Regions from separate parts of the Mus musculus genome. Here regions 1, 2 and 4 are each linked to region 3. The links are chromatin contacts, called in public HiChIP or PLAC-seq and promoter capture Hi-C maps. All regions are on one chromosome and are shown on one strand. Each heading gives the region's core, a stretch centred on a gene start, on an enhancer-like site or on the middle of the called end of the contact. The rest is flanking DNA. Distances are from core to core; before and after follow the strand shown.

Region 1 (3,389 bases), core at 525-3,024, 230 kb before region 3:
AAGATGGTCTCTACAGTCTGCTTGTGCCATGTGCCCTGGAGCTGGTCTGTGGGCAGCATGGTTCTGCAGGTCTCTGTCTTCTCCCTCACACACTGGGCTCCACGGTGGTAGGCAGGCTCTGGGTGTCTATGGCCCACCCATGCTGTGGGGCAGAAGTCATGTCGGGGTGGAATGGTGGAATGCAGGTCTCTGTCTTCCTTCTCCCATGCTGTGCTGCCTGGATTTGGTTTGATTTGATTCGATTTGATTTGATTTGATTTGATTTATATGTCCTAGGCATAAAACAGCTGTGGTCACCAAGCCAGGTATCAAGCTAGGGTGCACTAAGGACTGCCATCTGCTCTGCCCCTGACTGATATAAGAACAGCACCAACAACAAGGTGTCTCTTTGCCCAATGCCAGGGGGATTTTCTTTTTCTTTTTTAAAGAGAGTGTCTCATGTACTCTTGAAGTCTAGGCCGGCCTTGAACTTCTGATCCTCCTGCCTCCAGCTTCTGAGAGCTGGATCACACATGTCCTCTCCCATGCCTAGTTTATGAGGTGCCGGGGATTGAACTCGGGGCTTCCTGCATGCTAGACAGACACTCTATCAATTGAGCTCTATTTCCAGCCTCCATCAGGCATTTTGTCATAGGACCAACACAGTCCTTTAAGCAATAACAGCCATCAAAATATGCTCATTGATCCCATTTTGTGCCTGGTGCTATTGTAGGCACTGACTTTTAGTAGTGAGTGGGAAAGATGGGTTCCAACCTGTAGAGCTCCTGGTTTGATGGTGAGACAGCTATCAGGCACCAGCCCATGTCATCAGCTGATCTAGCATGGCTGCACACCGGGTGTGATGGCGCACGCCTTTAATCCCAGCACTCGGGAGGCAGAGGCAGGCAGATTTCTGAGTTCGAGGCTAGCCTGGTCTACAAAGTGAGTTCCAGGACAGCCAGGGCTACACAGAGAAACCCTGTCTCGAAGAAAAGGAAAAAAAAGGATAGTTTTAGCATGGCTGCAAGCCCAAGACCATTGTAAAAGAAAAGGATGTTGTGGAAGACTTCCTATAGGAGGAGGTACCAAAGCTCATGCCAAGAAGGAGTTGTGAGCCATGTGAAGAGTTGAGCAGAGCTTACAAGACATGGGGACAGGCATTGTGACATCAAAGTAAAAGCCTGAGGCACTGGCAGAGAACAGGCAGGTGTTGTGCGGTTTATAGGGAGAGGATGGGAGGGCTGGGGAAGCTGGGGAAAGTAGCTTGTGGGTGCAGAGACTCGGGCTGAGACCTGGAGACTGGCTTTATTTAGGAGCCTTTGGCTGGGTGTAGTGGCTCCTGCCTGTAACTCAGATATGTAAGAGATGGAGGCAGGAGAATCAGGAGTTGAAGGACCACCTCAGCTTGGTGACTTTGAGGTCAGTCTGAGCTACATGAGACTGTCTTGAAGTTAGTCCATCAGCAAGTGAGAAAGCAAGCAAGCTTGGTTGGAGCAAGCAAGCTTGGTTGGAGGGCCGCTCAGAGGGAGGCAGAGGTGCAGGCTGGGCACCATGAGAAAAAGGCAGTGGAGAACACAGTTTGCTGTTGGGGTCCTATCCTTGCTGTTATGTTTCAGACAGTGATTGTCTGGATTGATGGAGAGGCGGGGGCAGGGAGGGAAGTATGAGAGACCCCGTGATGCCATGGAGTCTTGGAAGACTAGGGGCAGGGGTTCTGGCAGTCTTTCAGTGGATTTAGGGTACCTCGCTCATCAGCAACTTAGAGGAGGAAGCTGTCTGCAGCCACCGGGGTGGCAGAGGAAGTGAACAGAAGCCCTGCCTTCCACCTCCGGAACCTGTCTGCGTTGGGAACCTGGTCACCCTCTAAGCTAGTGGGCTCCATTTCCTGATTTGAAAAGAAGCAGCGGGTGAGTGCATCTAATCTTTGGCCTGTGGGGTCCCTGAGCTATTAGAATCTTCTACCTGTTCACATGTCCGGGTAGTGGACCTCAGAGAGGAAGGTGGAGAGGTTCCTTGAATAGAAACCCAGAGGCACATCTCAGCTGGGAGCTCACAGTCAGGGGGATCTGCCAAAGGGGAGCCCCACATCCAGCCACGTTGCTGAGGCCATTGCATCATTTTACTGAGGATCTGTGAGACCCGTCCCCACAGGAAAGCTCTGACTACCTCCCCCACAGCCAGATGAGCAGTTTTCAGACCAGAGCCACTCAGAGCTTTACCGCATGAGAGAAAGCCGAGTTCCCCACCATGAAGAAACTGCTGTTTGGGGCAGGGAAGGAACCCACCTGGGACCGGTCACCAGAGGCAGTTTCAGGTCTATGTGTACTTGGCTGGACACAGGGTCTAGCTTCTCCCTGTAGAGTTGCATCAGAGTCAAAGAGAGAGCGTGCTGGCCTATAGTCACCCAGTCTGAGTAGGAGGAGCTGGCTGGGGCCCAGGCTCCCCACCCCAGCCCAACTCTCTTTTCTCTTGCTCAGTTTGTGGGGTTTGGAACTCATTCCCAGGGGGCTCTGGCCTTTTGCTCCTGGCTTCAGGGTAGGACTCAGTTTCCCAAGGTTCCCAGGCTGTAGCCAGTTTGAGGATGGTGGCTCTCAGCACCGCCCCCCCCCCCCCCCCAGTGCCTCTTCTTCAGCACAACTCTCAGGTTCCTTGTTGTGAATTTCCTTCCAGTTTGACCCCAGACCTCCAGTATCCCAGTGAGCCTGGGAATCCCAGGCTCGTGCAGAGGCTGAACGAGGGACATAAGGGAAGAGTCAAAGGTGGCCATGCGGCAAATGAAACTTCCAGAGGGGAAGTGTGGGCGGAAGAACCAGAAGTAGGTTAGGGAACCAGAAGGGGGCCATTAGCTTCTGAATCTGATCCTTGCTGGGTACGGGCAGGCCTGACAGTGCTCATCACGAAGCTGGCTGTGGGGGATGGGAAGGTGGGGTGGGATGGGACTGCTGGTCTCAGTCTCAGGCCTGACACTGCGCATTGCATTGTGAGGCTGGGGCGGGGGCGGGGAAGACACGACACACTGCTGGTCTCAGGCCCATCACGAGGACGAGGAGGGACTGCTGGTCTTTCACAAGGAGCACGAGCTCTGGGCTTCGTGAGCAAAAGCCCTGACAGACCACACCCCAAGTCTGGGGGTGCGGAGCCAATTGGCGAAAGACTCATTCAAAACTGGAGGCTGGATGGGCCAGCCTCCCTCTGTGAGGCAAGCTAACATGGATTGGGGAACACGTCTGGGTGGCTTTGGCCTTCAGCCTGGTCCACCCCATCTACATCTGGGAGAGTCTGGTCTGTTTTTTACCTGTCTTGGATTCAGGGACCCTGAAGGGATGGATGGACGGCCACTTCACCCCACTGGTGGGTGCTTACCCTCATACAGATTAACCCAGAGCTCCCTTCCCACACTTGTCTGATGC
Region 2 (3,428 bases), core at 253-2,752, 140 kb before region 3:
GTCTCCATACGGTGAGTCTACCCTACAGTAACAGTGACTTTCTTTGGCCACATTTCAGGCTGTCATCCCGACTTCTGACTCCCAAAGATTCACCTCTTGTCACCTCTCTATAACTGAGTCCACCTGGAAGCCAACCCCTGCTATAGGTCCCTGGGCCTGGGTTCTCTCCACAAAGCCCCTGAGCCTGGAAACTGGACAGAAGGCTCCCACTGCCCCTCTGTGTGGCTTGATTCCCTCCCAAGCCACATTCTGGCTTTTGTGGACTGATCAGGTCCCCAGGGTCCTCGTCCCAATAGCTTGCTCTATGATACAAATGCCGCTTACAGCTTTCAGGATAGAATTCCTATCCCAACCAATTGGGAGTTCCTGCCTCTGGCTGGGAAGCCCCGCCCCTGGCTGAGAAGCCTTGCCCCTGGCTGGGAGGCCCCGCCCTTGGTTGAGAACCCCCCACACCACCCCACCCCCTGACCTTGTCTAGGAAGCCCTGTCCCACCTGGGAGGCCAGGCCTAACCCAGTCTCATCCATGTCCACTCCTCCTCTGCAAGGAGTCTGCCCAGAGTTACTCATTCCGACTTCACTTCTAGGTCTGGCTGCCTCGGCTCCCTTAGAAGGAGTGCTGGCTTGGTGGTGAGACAGCAGGGCCCAGCTGTATCACCCTACGGAGAGGGAGTATCAGGAAGATGGCTAGACGCTTGCTTACAAAGGAAGATGCCCTAGGTCAGCAGGCCCCACATCTGTCAAGGGACACTGGTGTCAGCGGGGTGGGTGTGGGTTGGTCCTTACATCTGACAGGTAGAGGCTGGAATAGTCCCGCCCAGGCCCAGGTGATCTCACAGTGAAGGAGGACCAGACCCTAACATCAGAGTGCCTTCCTGAGCCTCCCTCTAAGGTCTGCCTCTGCCAGAAGACTCTCCAGAGTTCCTAAGGTGGGGTCTCCAGAGCCCTAGGATGTCTGAGATTCCCCACTGTTCTCCTGTGTCAAACCAGCTAGCTGTGGCTGTGAGTCCCTGTGACCAGCACGGCAGGATAGACAGCACAGAGACTCACAGATGCCTTGTCCCGCCTGGAGTGCTTCCGAAAGCCAAGGATTAAAAACTCAACGAAGCTTCAGAGCATCACCATTCCCACTCCCTCTGGGGGAAGGCCCTGGGTATTGGCAGCCAGCAGCAACAGCCAGGCCCCTGTGCCTGCTTTGTGGGAAACCCTGTGGGAGCAGATTATAGAAACCTGTGGGCTTCTAAGGGAGGCTCCCAGACCCCAGGTGCCAGACCTCGAGGAAGTCTATTTGTGGGGGGCCCAGCCTCTGCCTGGCTTTTCCAGGGCACCTGTAGCACGCTGAGTCTCAACCCCAGTCCTGGCACTACCCTTCCCCCATCATGGAAACAGCCCCTGGTCTCACAAAAGGCTTAGGCCAAATTCCAGGCTTGGTTCCAGCCCCTGCTATGATGGACGGGGCTTGCTGAGCCACTTCACACACAGGATTATTCAGAGGCCCAAGCAGATGGCAGGATATTCAGGGGAAGCTCCGTGCAGCTGAGAAAGGAGCTCTCAGGAGCTGGCCGGGGTGGGAGGAGGAGAGGCTTGGATGATAGTCAGAGAGTCTGCATCTCCTGCCCACCCAAAGGAAAGAGGCACCTTCTCCAGAGGGAACGGAGTCTGGTAGCAAAGTCTCAAACTCCAGAGGCAGACGGAGCTAGAGGCTCAGTTCCTCAGCCCTGTTGCTCCCGGCACTGCCATAATCCTTATCAAGAGCCACTCCATAATATTCCCTTTCAGTCCATTGTTCCTACCATGGGAAATCCTTCAATCCCCAGGGCAAGAGGTGAAGCCTCCCATAATGTAGGGATAATAAGAATGCCTGACTGTTGGCATGTTTTAGAAACACTAGCCTATGCAGTTGGAAAAGGAAAACCAACCAACCAACCAACCAACCAACCAACCAACCAACCAAAAGCAAACAGAACCAAGAACAACAAAAAGCTAGGGAAGCAGGGGCACGTGGATCTCTGTGAGTTCAAGACCAGCCTGGCCTACAGAGAGAGTTCCAGGACAGCCAAGGCTGCTCAGAGAAAACCCCAACTGGAAAAACCAAACCAACCAATAACCGAACAAAAGCCAGAAACTGTGAAAGTAAGGCTGGCATCAGGACTCAGGAGGCTGTGTGCAAGTGCGCAAGTTCAGGGCCACCCTATGAGCTCCTGCCTCACGAGCAAGGAAGGGGGATATGGGGCTATTTCTCCCCAGTGGCATAACTGGAAACAAGAGAGAATCGATCAAAAAGGTGTTACAAAAACTGAGGACAGAATTCATGAATAAAGACTCCTAATTTTTGATCATCCATAGTCAGAAGGGTAAAAGGAAGAGAGGCTATTTCTGAGAGCAGCGTTGAAAAGAGCAAGCTAGAAACAAACGCGGACGTCACCCACGTCTTCCCTACATAGAAAACCAAAAGCATTACAAAAGAAAACCCGAAGGGCTGGGGATAGCTCAGTGGTGGAACACTTGCCTAGAAAATTTGAATCAAATGAATAAACAGGCTGTGTGTGTGTTCTTGGGTGGAAACAGTCAACACCAAAAACTGAAAAAGAAACGATATCACCAAAAGTTGATCCTTATGTGAAGCTAGCTGCAGTAGAGGATACCAGTCAGACTAATTGGTTTTGTTCTGATAGGGCCCGCAGAGCAGGAGGATCACATAAGCAGGTTCTAAAACTCAGGGTCTAAAGAGCCTGGGACAATTAAACCCCAGAAACACGAAGTCAGCCTGGGAGTCAGCAACTCACACAGTGTAACACTAGCGTATGACATGGCCTTCCAGCAAAGGCCAGAGAGCTATGACACTCTACCCTGGGGTTCACGTGTGGCACATTATAGCACAGGGTGAGCGTGAGTGTCACGCCAGTAGACAGAAAGAAGGCAGACAGTTCGGCAGGAACAAGGGGCTTTGTTGGTCTTGGTCTTTGAAGGTGGAATGTTGCTCACAGGCTCCAGTGCTTGGACACTGGCCTCCAGATAGTAGCGCTGTTAGGGAAGGCTCTGTGTAACCATTAGGACAGGGAGCCTTGCTGGAAGAAGTGAGTCACCAGGGGCTGGCCTTGAGTCCTTATAACCTGGACCCCATTCCTCTTCATTCCCTGCTTCCCAGGTACAATGTGGCCAACCAGCTTCCTTCTCTTCCTGACAGACTTTCCCTGCCTGCTGCCTTGTTGACTCTGTCATGATGGACTGTGTTCCCAGGAACCGTGAGCCATATAAGTAAGCCCTTCTCCCTTAGATTTCTCTAGTTAGGGGATCTTATCTGAGCAATGGGAAAAGAAACTAAGACATTCTTTGTATGCAAAAGACAATACAACCCAGTTCTTGTTGGAATATTTACATTAAAATAAGTCTGACCCAAACAACAGATAAGAGACTGGGAAGCCAAATT
Region 3 (3,055 bases), core at 413-2,912:
GGTCAGCCTAAATGGTTCCTGGGCAGGCACATGCCCAAGGGGCTGTGTTGTGATTGCTGGAGAAGCTGGGATTGCAAGCAACAGAAAGGGGGAGCATGCACTGAGTCGCGGGTAACGCTAACAAAACAAATACACGCCGCACAGCGGGGTGGGTGACCAATGCCGATGACAGGATGGTCTCCCGTAGACCAGAGAGGCGTGAAGGGTGCCTCAAACAGGGCAAAGCTACTGAATTGACAACTCTCAACAACGGAGTCTAGCTACCTGGGTGGACACAGACTACCAGGGTGGTGGCAAGTCCTTAAAGGTTCCGGCCACGAGAGGGCAAGGCTGGTGCGGGATTGGTCCCGTTGGAGGCTGGATGCACCGGGCAGGATCCTGTGCCAGCTGCGGCCAGTTGGCGACACAACATCTGGCGCTCCCGCTCTCGCTCCCGCACAGCCCTATTGGACGCGGATGTCTTCCGGATTTGTGCTCGCCTTGAGTGCCTCAGCGGGGACTTGTAGGTTCTGCGGAGCTCAGCCAGAAACCCCTGGTAATTGTTTCGCAAAGGGCTGTCTGGTTGCATGTGGGGGATGGCCCACTTCTCCGCCTCCCCAGTCAGACGGGATACCAGGAAGGCCACTCTCTCGGCTTCACCGGGGAAGCGGGAGGCTTGAAAAATCATGAACCTGTCCATCTGCATCAGGAACCCTGCCAACTGTCCAGGGTCTCCTGAGAAGGGTTCAGGCAGTGAGGTGGGTGGCGTGGTCATGGGTCGGGTCCCATTGGAGGTGATGGCAGAGATAGGTGGAGTAATCTGTAGAGCGCCAGGGATGCGCGCTCGGGTGCGCAGCAGAGTTAGTTCGGCCATCACACTCTCCAGCATGTTGGTGAGGTTGGCCTTCTCCGCCCTCAGTGTGGAGGCCTCGCGCCTCAGCGCGGAGTTGGTGAGGCGCAGAGAGGTCAGGGTGTCAACTACGTCATCCATCTGAGCGCTGGCACCAGGGGCAGAGGCTGGGCTTTCAGTTTTGGAGGTCCGAGGTTGGACCATGCTGGCGGCCAAAGTTAAGCCACAGGTACCTGGAGAACCAGAGCGCAAGGCCTTGGATGCTGAAGCAAGCCTGAGGACGCTGGTCCTGTCCTGGATGCAGTTCCTTTCTGCAAGCTTCGCAGGATCAAAGTGTGGGTCGCTGGCTGGACCTGCCCAGGCCCTGAAGGATGCTCGAGCTGGATAGCCCTTGTAGAATGCATAGGCTGGATCTGCCCAGGCCTTACGAGATGCGCGGACCTGCCAGACTTTGCAGGATGCACCTGCCGGAGCTCGGGCTGCGGATGCAGGCACTGACCACCGGTGCCATGCGACCACCCGCGCGTGAACAAAGGCGTCGGCACCTGGGCTGGCCCAGGCTGGGCGGCGTATGTACCTGTCGCTCCGCTGCTCCCTCCGCTGCCAAGATGGCCCGAGGGTCGAGGCCGCGCCCGGCCTGTACGTCACGGAGGCCGCCGGAACTGCTTTCCGGGCAGCGGCGGCGGGGGTGGCAATTCCTGCGGGGCTGGCTTGACCTGGTCCCGGCGCTGCGCTGCGCGGTCACCGCGCGGTCTTTGTGCAGGCGCGGCCAGCTAGACGGCCGCTGGGAACCTGGCAACTGGGCCAGGGCCTGCTGGTTGCCATAGAGACCGCTCGCTCTCGGAGCAGCGGCCGGGACCTTGCCTTCCGGAAGTGACGCACCTGCGCCTTTCTCAACAGCCTATTAGCGAGGAGCTTGGCTTCTGCCAGCTGAAATCTTGGAAAGATTAGCTTGGAAATTAGATAGTCTTGGAAAGATTATCTTCTTTACGATTCCTACCCAGGCCGCTCGCGGAGCCTCTCAGAGACAGTATCTTTTTTTTTTTTTTAAGTGAGATTGATTTTTCTTCCTGTGATTTGAACACCATTCGCATGAACTGTATGATCATGGTAGCAGATCTTGACAAGAAAACTATTTTTTTTTTTTTTTGAGGCAGTCTCCTGTAAACCAGACTGGTCTGGAAAACTCAGAAAGTAGCCAGAAATGACCTTGAACCTCTCCTGCCTCTACATTCCCCGTGGTGGATTGTGGGAATTCAATACTGGCTCTGAACCCACAATGTAGCCAAGGATGACTACGACCCTCTCATCCTTCGGTTGCCACCCCGGGTGTGCTGGGGTTACTTGCTCTGAGTGCCATAGCCCTCCGTGCACAATGTTGAAGGTTAAACCCAGGGCCTCATGCTTGCAAGCATGCCACCACTGAGCTGAATCCCCATCCTTGGAAACGTCTTTCAAAAACAAAGCAGAAACATTACAGTTCCCCTCAGTGTTCTACACGCGCGCGCGCGCGCGCGCGCGCACACACACACACACACACACACACCATCTTGTTCAATAGTCCACCATTTTCCCATTAGTATCCTAATAGGAAACATTGACTTTTGTGCCTTGTAGATGGTCATGTCTCCCTAGTCACATTGAATTTTGAGATTTTCCTAGGGGAGGTAATACAGAAGCATGTCTTTCTATTATTGCCTAGGGCTTCACCGAAAGCCTGTGCTACCTTTTACTCCTGCCTGCCCTCTTGATAGATGGCCAACTTACCTTACACGCTGAATTTTGTGAGCATAGTTTATGTGAGTCTTAGCCCCTTCCTCTGACAGTTGTTCCTCATGGTCAGTTCCATACTGGGATAAACTGGGAGAGACAATACCATCTGTGAAGCCCTCCTATGATGCAGTCTAGCGAGAGTGACTGCAGGTGGGAGACAGACCTGGGGTGGAGATGTGTTCATTCGGTCTATAGATTTTGGTCTTGGAGTGAGGGATTGTGGCTGAGGGTATCCACACTATGAGAGTGTTATAGAATCTAATGCTGTGCTCGTGAGGGGTGGCCCCTGGAAAAAAAATCACACCACACTACAGACCTGGTGTAAGGAGGTTTATCTGGGGGAACAGAGGGGAGTGAGGACATGGAGAAAGGTTAGAAGGAGAAAGACAGGAGTAGAGCCATGGGGGCAGAGAAGGGGGGCAGAGGAGGACAGAAAGGAGAGATAAGCCAGCC
Region 4 (3,056 bases), core at 433-2,932, 210 kb before region 3:
GGGGTAGGGGGGAACCTCCAGTGACCTAACGCTTCTTCTTAGGCTTCTCTTCCAATGCCTGCATGGGGAGGGGGTGGATTATGTTTCTAGCCTGTTGGCTTCAGGGACAAACTCAGCCCAGAGCCGAGCAGCTGCTATCAGCCTTTACCACAGTGCCAGCCTGCTGTAGGGAGTCTGTACCTTTGGGAGTGGATTCACTTTAAAGAAACAGATCTCTGGGTGTAAAATTCCAAATGGACAGGGTTTCCTTTTTATCTTTTTATTTATTTTTAAGGTTTGCTTTATTTTTACCCATGGCTATGTGTGTCTGTGTGTGGGTATGTTCACATGAGGGCAGTGCCCGTGGCAGCCAGAAGAGGGCGCCAGATCTCCCTGGAGCTGGATTCACAGGCTGTTGGGAGCTGCCCTACTGAGATACTGAGAACAGAACTTGGGCCCTCTAGAAGAGCGTCTCCGTTTGTTTGTTTGTTTGTTTGTTCATTTGTTTAGTATTTATTTTCACCTCTTTGCCCTTCATCCTTTGCTGCTTCTCTTTCTTTAAATTGCTTTTGTGGGATTTTCTTATGGTGTTTTCCAACTTTTAAACTTCACAGCAAGAAGGTGGCCATTCCTCCTCTCTGATTTGCTGGCTGTGCCTTTTTCTATTTGTCTGTTTTCTGTGGTTTTCAATTTATCCTCTTATTTAGACATGTGACCCTGTAACCCTGTGACCCTGAAGAGTCTTGGCATGAGTTTGTACACTCCTCTTGTGTTTTGAGTCTGTGGAGAATTTTGGTTCTGTGGGGTTATGATTTTTACAAAATCTGGGGGGGCTTTGGCCATGATTTCTGCAAACAACTGTTTTTCTGTCACCTTCTCCCTGATTCTTTCTTAATGCCAGGTGAAGTGGCTTTGAACCTTGTCACAGTTGGATGCTGTATTTTTGGTTTTCCTTTGATTTCCGGTGCTGGGGATTAAAGGCAGGGGCTCGCACACACCGCTAGGCCAGTGCTTTATCTGTGCTGTGGCTCCATGCAGCCTTCGATGTGTCTCAGTCTGTCTCCAGTTTTCAAGTCCATCGATCCATCGCTCCTCAGCGCAGTCGCCACCGCTTTTATCCCCACTTTTATCCAACCTGAGATGTCGAGCTCTATCGTCTTGGGAATCCATTTAGGTCATTTAAAATATCCCCGGGTTCTCACCACGCTCACGCTTTCTTCTACCTCCGATGCACCGAGGCCTATTTATACGTGTGTTTAAACACTTCCATCTACTGATCTGTCCTCTGGGATGTTTCTGGGCTTCTCCCCTTTGATCGATTCTTCTGACTATGATTTATGGCTGTCTTGTCAAACAAAATTGCACGCCCAGCAAAAATGTACGTCATGGATTTTATGTCGCGGAGCACTGAGTTTTTTTTGTAATATTTCTTGGGGCCTGTGAGATGGCTCAGTGAGAAAACACAGTGGACAGCCAGCCTCTGGGCTGTGGGGGGCTGCTCTCAAGCACAGCCCTTGCCAGGGAAGTACCCCACCACCGAGTCACACCCTCCCCCTCCCTCATCTAGTCTTTGGAGGCATACAAGGAGTCTGTTTGATGGGTCAAGAGCACATTGGCCTCACCACTGAGACAACACTGACCCAAGCACCCTCCCTGTGGTTGGAGGCTGGCGGGGTGATAAATAGCCTTGCCTGAGCTCTGAGGCTGGGCCGTTTCTGCCTGCATTCTTTTCCCAGCTGAACACTCCAGGGAGATCTCTCCCCTGACCCATGTGGTGAAGGGCAGCGTTTGCTGGCCTTGGCCTCTCCCTGCAGTTCCCACAGATTATGGGGGGAGGGGGCACAGGTTATAGGGAGGACTTGGTGATTTCAATCTCTAAGCCCCACTTCTCTATTTGGGTCCTGACCTCCCGCGGCAGACTCCATCACTTCTGCTTTCCTGGATGAGGGGTTGCTGGTTGGGTCCTCCGTCCTCTACAGTTCCCACCCCTCCCCTACGAGGGCCACCGACCCAGCTCAGCTCTGTGTTGTGCATATGGAGGCCTAAGGACATCCGTGGGTACCTTTCTTCAGTTGCAGTTTTATTTTTTTCTTTTAACTTTATTTTTTTTAGACAGAGTCTCTTTTTTGTTGTTATTGCTGCCTTTGTTTGTGTGTCTATTTTTCAAGACAGGGTTTCTCTGTGTAGCCCTGGCTGTCCTGGAACTCACCCTGTAGACCAGGTTGGTCTCAAACGCAGAGATCCACCTGCTTCTGCCTCTCAAGTGCTGGGATTGAAGGCATGCGCCATTACCACCTGGCTAGGCAGTCTTTAACTGCCTAGGTCTCAGCAGGTAGGCTAGACTGGCTGGCCAGTGAGCCTAGAGATATGCTTGCCTCTGTTCCTCAGTGCCAGTGTTATAAATGCCCATCACCACACCAGCCTTCGAAATCAGATTCTTGGGGCTCTGTGCTGGTTAGTTTTGTCAGCTCAACACAAGCTAGAGTCATCCAGGAAGAGGGAACCACCATTGAGAAAATACACCCACCAGAGTGGCCCGTGGACAAGCCCGTGGAATATTTTCTTAATGATGATTGATGTGGGGGGCACAACCTACTGTGTGGGCAGTGCCACCTCTGGGCTGGTATATCCGGGTGCTATAAGAAAGCAGGCTGAGCAAGCCACAGGGAACAAGCAGGTCAACTGTGGTCCTCTATGGTCTCTGCTTCAGTTCTTGGGTCCCTTGACTTCCCTGAAGGGTGCACTATAATAAGCCCTACGCTGAAACGCACCCTTTCCTCTTCAAGTTGCTTTTGGTCACGGTGTTTCACCACAACAATGGAAAACGTACAGCTGGTTTGAACTCAGGTTCTTATGCCTATGAGGTCACGGCTTTAACATGTGGGTCATCTCCTGGTCTCCATGCTGAGCCGTCTCTAACTATGTGACTCAACAGTGCTGAGTTCATTCATGTCACTGAAGGACCATGGCCACCCTCTCCAGATTCTTCCCACATAGAAACCATCCTTATTGGGTAATAGGCTACTTCCTCTTGACTCAATTCGTCTTCACTCTCCAGAGCCTGGCTTCTGTTGGGG

The links. Promoter capture Hi-C pulls out the DNA fragments that hold promoters and counts their contacts. HiChIP or PLAC-seq counts read pairs in DNA pulled down with a chosen protein or histone mark. Capture Hi-C pulls out chosen DNA fragments and counts their contacts.
Region 1: a promoter capture Hi-C map of liver shows a contact between it and region 3. The contact joins the promoter of Parvg here to the promoter of Rtl6 in region 3. A contact is called at or near these places in 5 of 39 promoter capture datasets (the 3T3-L1 cell line, cranial neural crest, hippocampal neurons and 2 more), 8 of 115 datasets of contacts at active chromatin or transcription factors (the 230-238 cell line, bone marrow-derived macrophages, embryonic basal ganglia and 4 more) and 4 of 9 other capture datasets (adipose tissue, embryonic stem cells, liver and 1 more).
Region 2: a contact with region 3 is called in a promoter capture Hi-C map of neural stem cells. The contact joins the enhancer-like site here to the promoter of Rtl6 in region 3. A contact is called at or near these places in 3 of 39 promoter capture datasets (the SN4741 cell line, hippocampal neurons and neural stem cells), 1 of 484 Hi-C or Micro-C datasets (muscle stem cells) and 1 of 9 other capture datasets (macrophages).
Region 4: a contact with region 3 is called in an H3K4me3 HiChIP or PLAC-seq map of neural tube, with 4 times the contacts expected there. The contact joins the enhancer-like site here to the promoter of Rtl6 in region 3. A contact is called at or near these places in 2 of 39 promoter capture datasets (cranial neural crest and hippocampal neurons), 5 of 115 datasets of contacts at active chromatin or transcription factors (T-cell acute lymphoblastic leukemia, cardiomyocytes, embryonic stem cells and 1 more) and 3 of 9 other capture datasets (adipose tissue, embryonic stem cells and liver).

What each region holds. Positions count from the first base shown.
Region 1 is chr15:84,322,946-84,326,334 of GRCm38.p6, forward strand. It overlaps Parvg (parvin, gamma), which reads left to right and starts at 1,775. Exons shown (of 13, transcript NM_022321.4): 1 at 1,775-1,886. Gm22890 (a small nucleolar RNA gene) reads right to left here and starts at 407; the gene lies at 264-407.
Region 2 is chr15:84,412,944-84,416,371 of GRCm38.p6, forward strand. All of the region lies in intron 3 of Shisal1 (shisa like 1), which reads right to left. Among named protein-coding and RNA genes, the nearest start is that of Gm46527, 16 kb to the right of the region's middle. Within about 2 kb of position 1,503, at least 44 of the 459 cell types and tissues checked have an H3K27ac peak or open chromatin away from gene starts, as enhancers often do. A contact at or near this core is called in neural stem cells, where this site is marked.
Region 3 is chr15:84,556,161-84,559,215 of GRCm38.p6, forward strand. It overlaps Rtl6 (retrotransposon Gag like 6), which reads right to left and starts at 1,663. Exons shown (of 1, transcript NM_177630.4): 1 at 1-1,663. The coding sequence starts at 1,033. The coding sequence ends at 302.
Region 4 is chr15:84,348,604-84,351,659 of GRCm38.p6, forward strand. No RefSeq gene overlaps it. Among named protein-coding and RNA genes, the nearest start is that of Parvg, 25 kb to the left of the region's middle. Within about 2 kb of position 1,683, at least 35 of the 459 cell types and tissues checked have an H3K27ac peak or open chromatin away from gene starts, as enhancers often do. A contact at or near this core is called in neural tube, where this site is marked.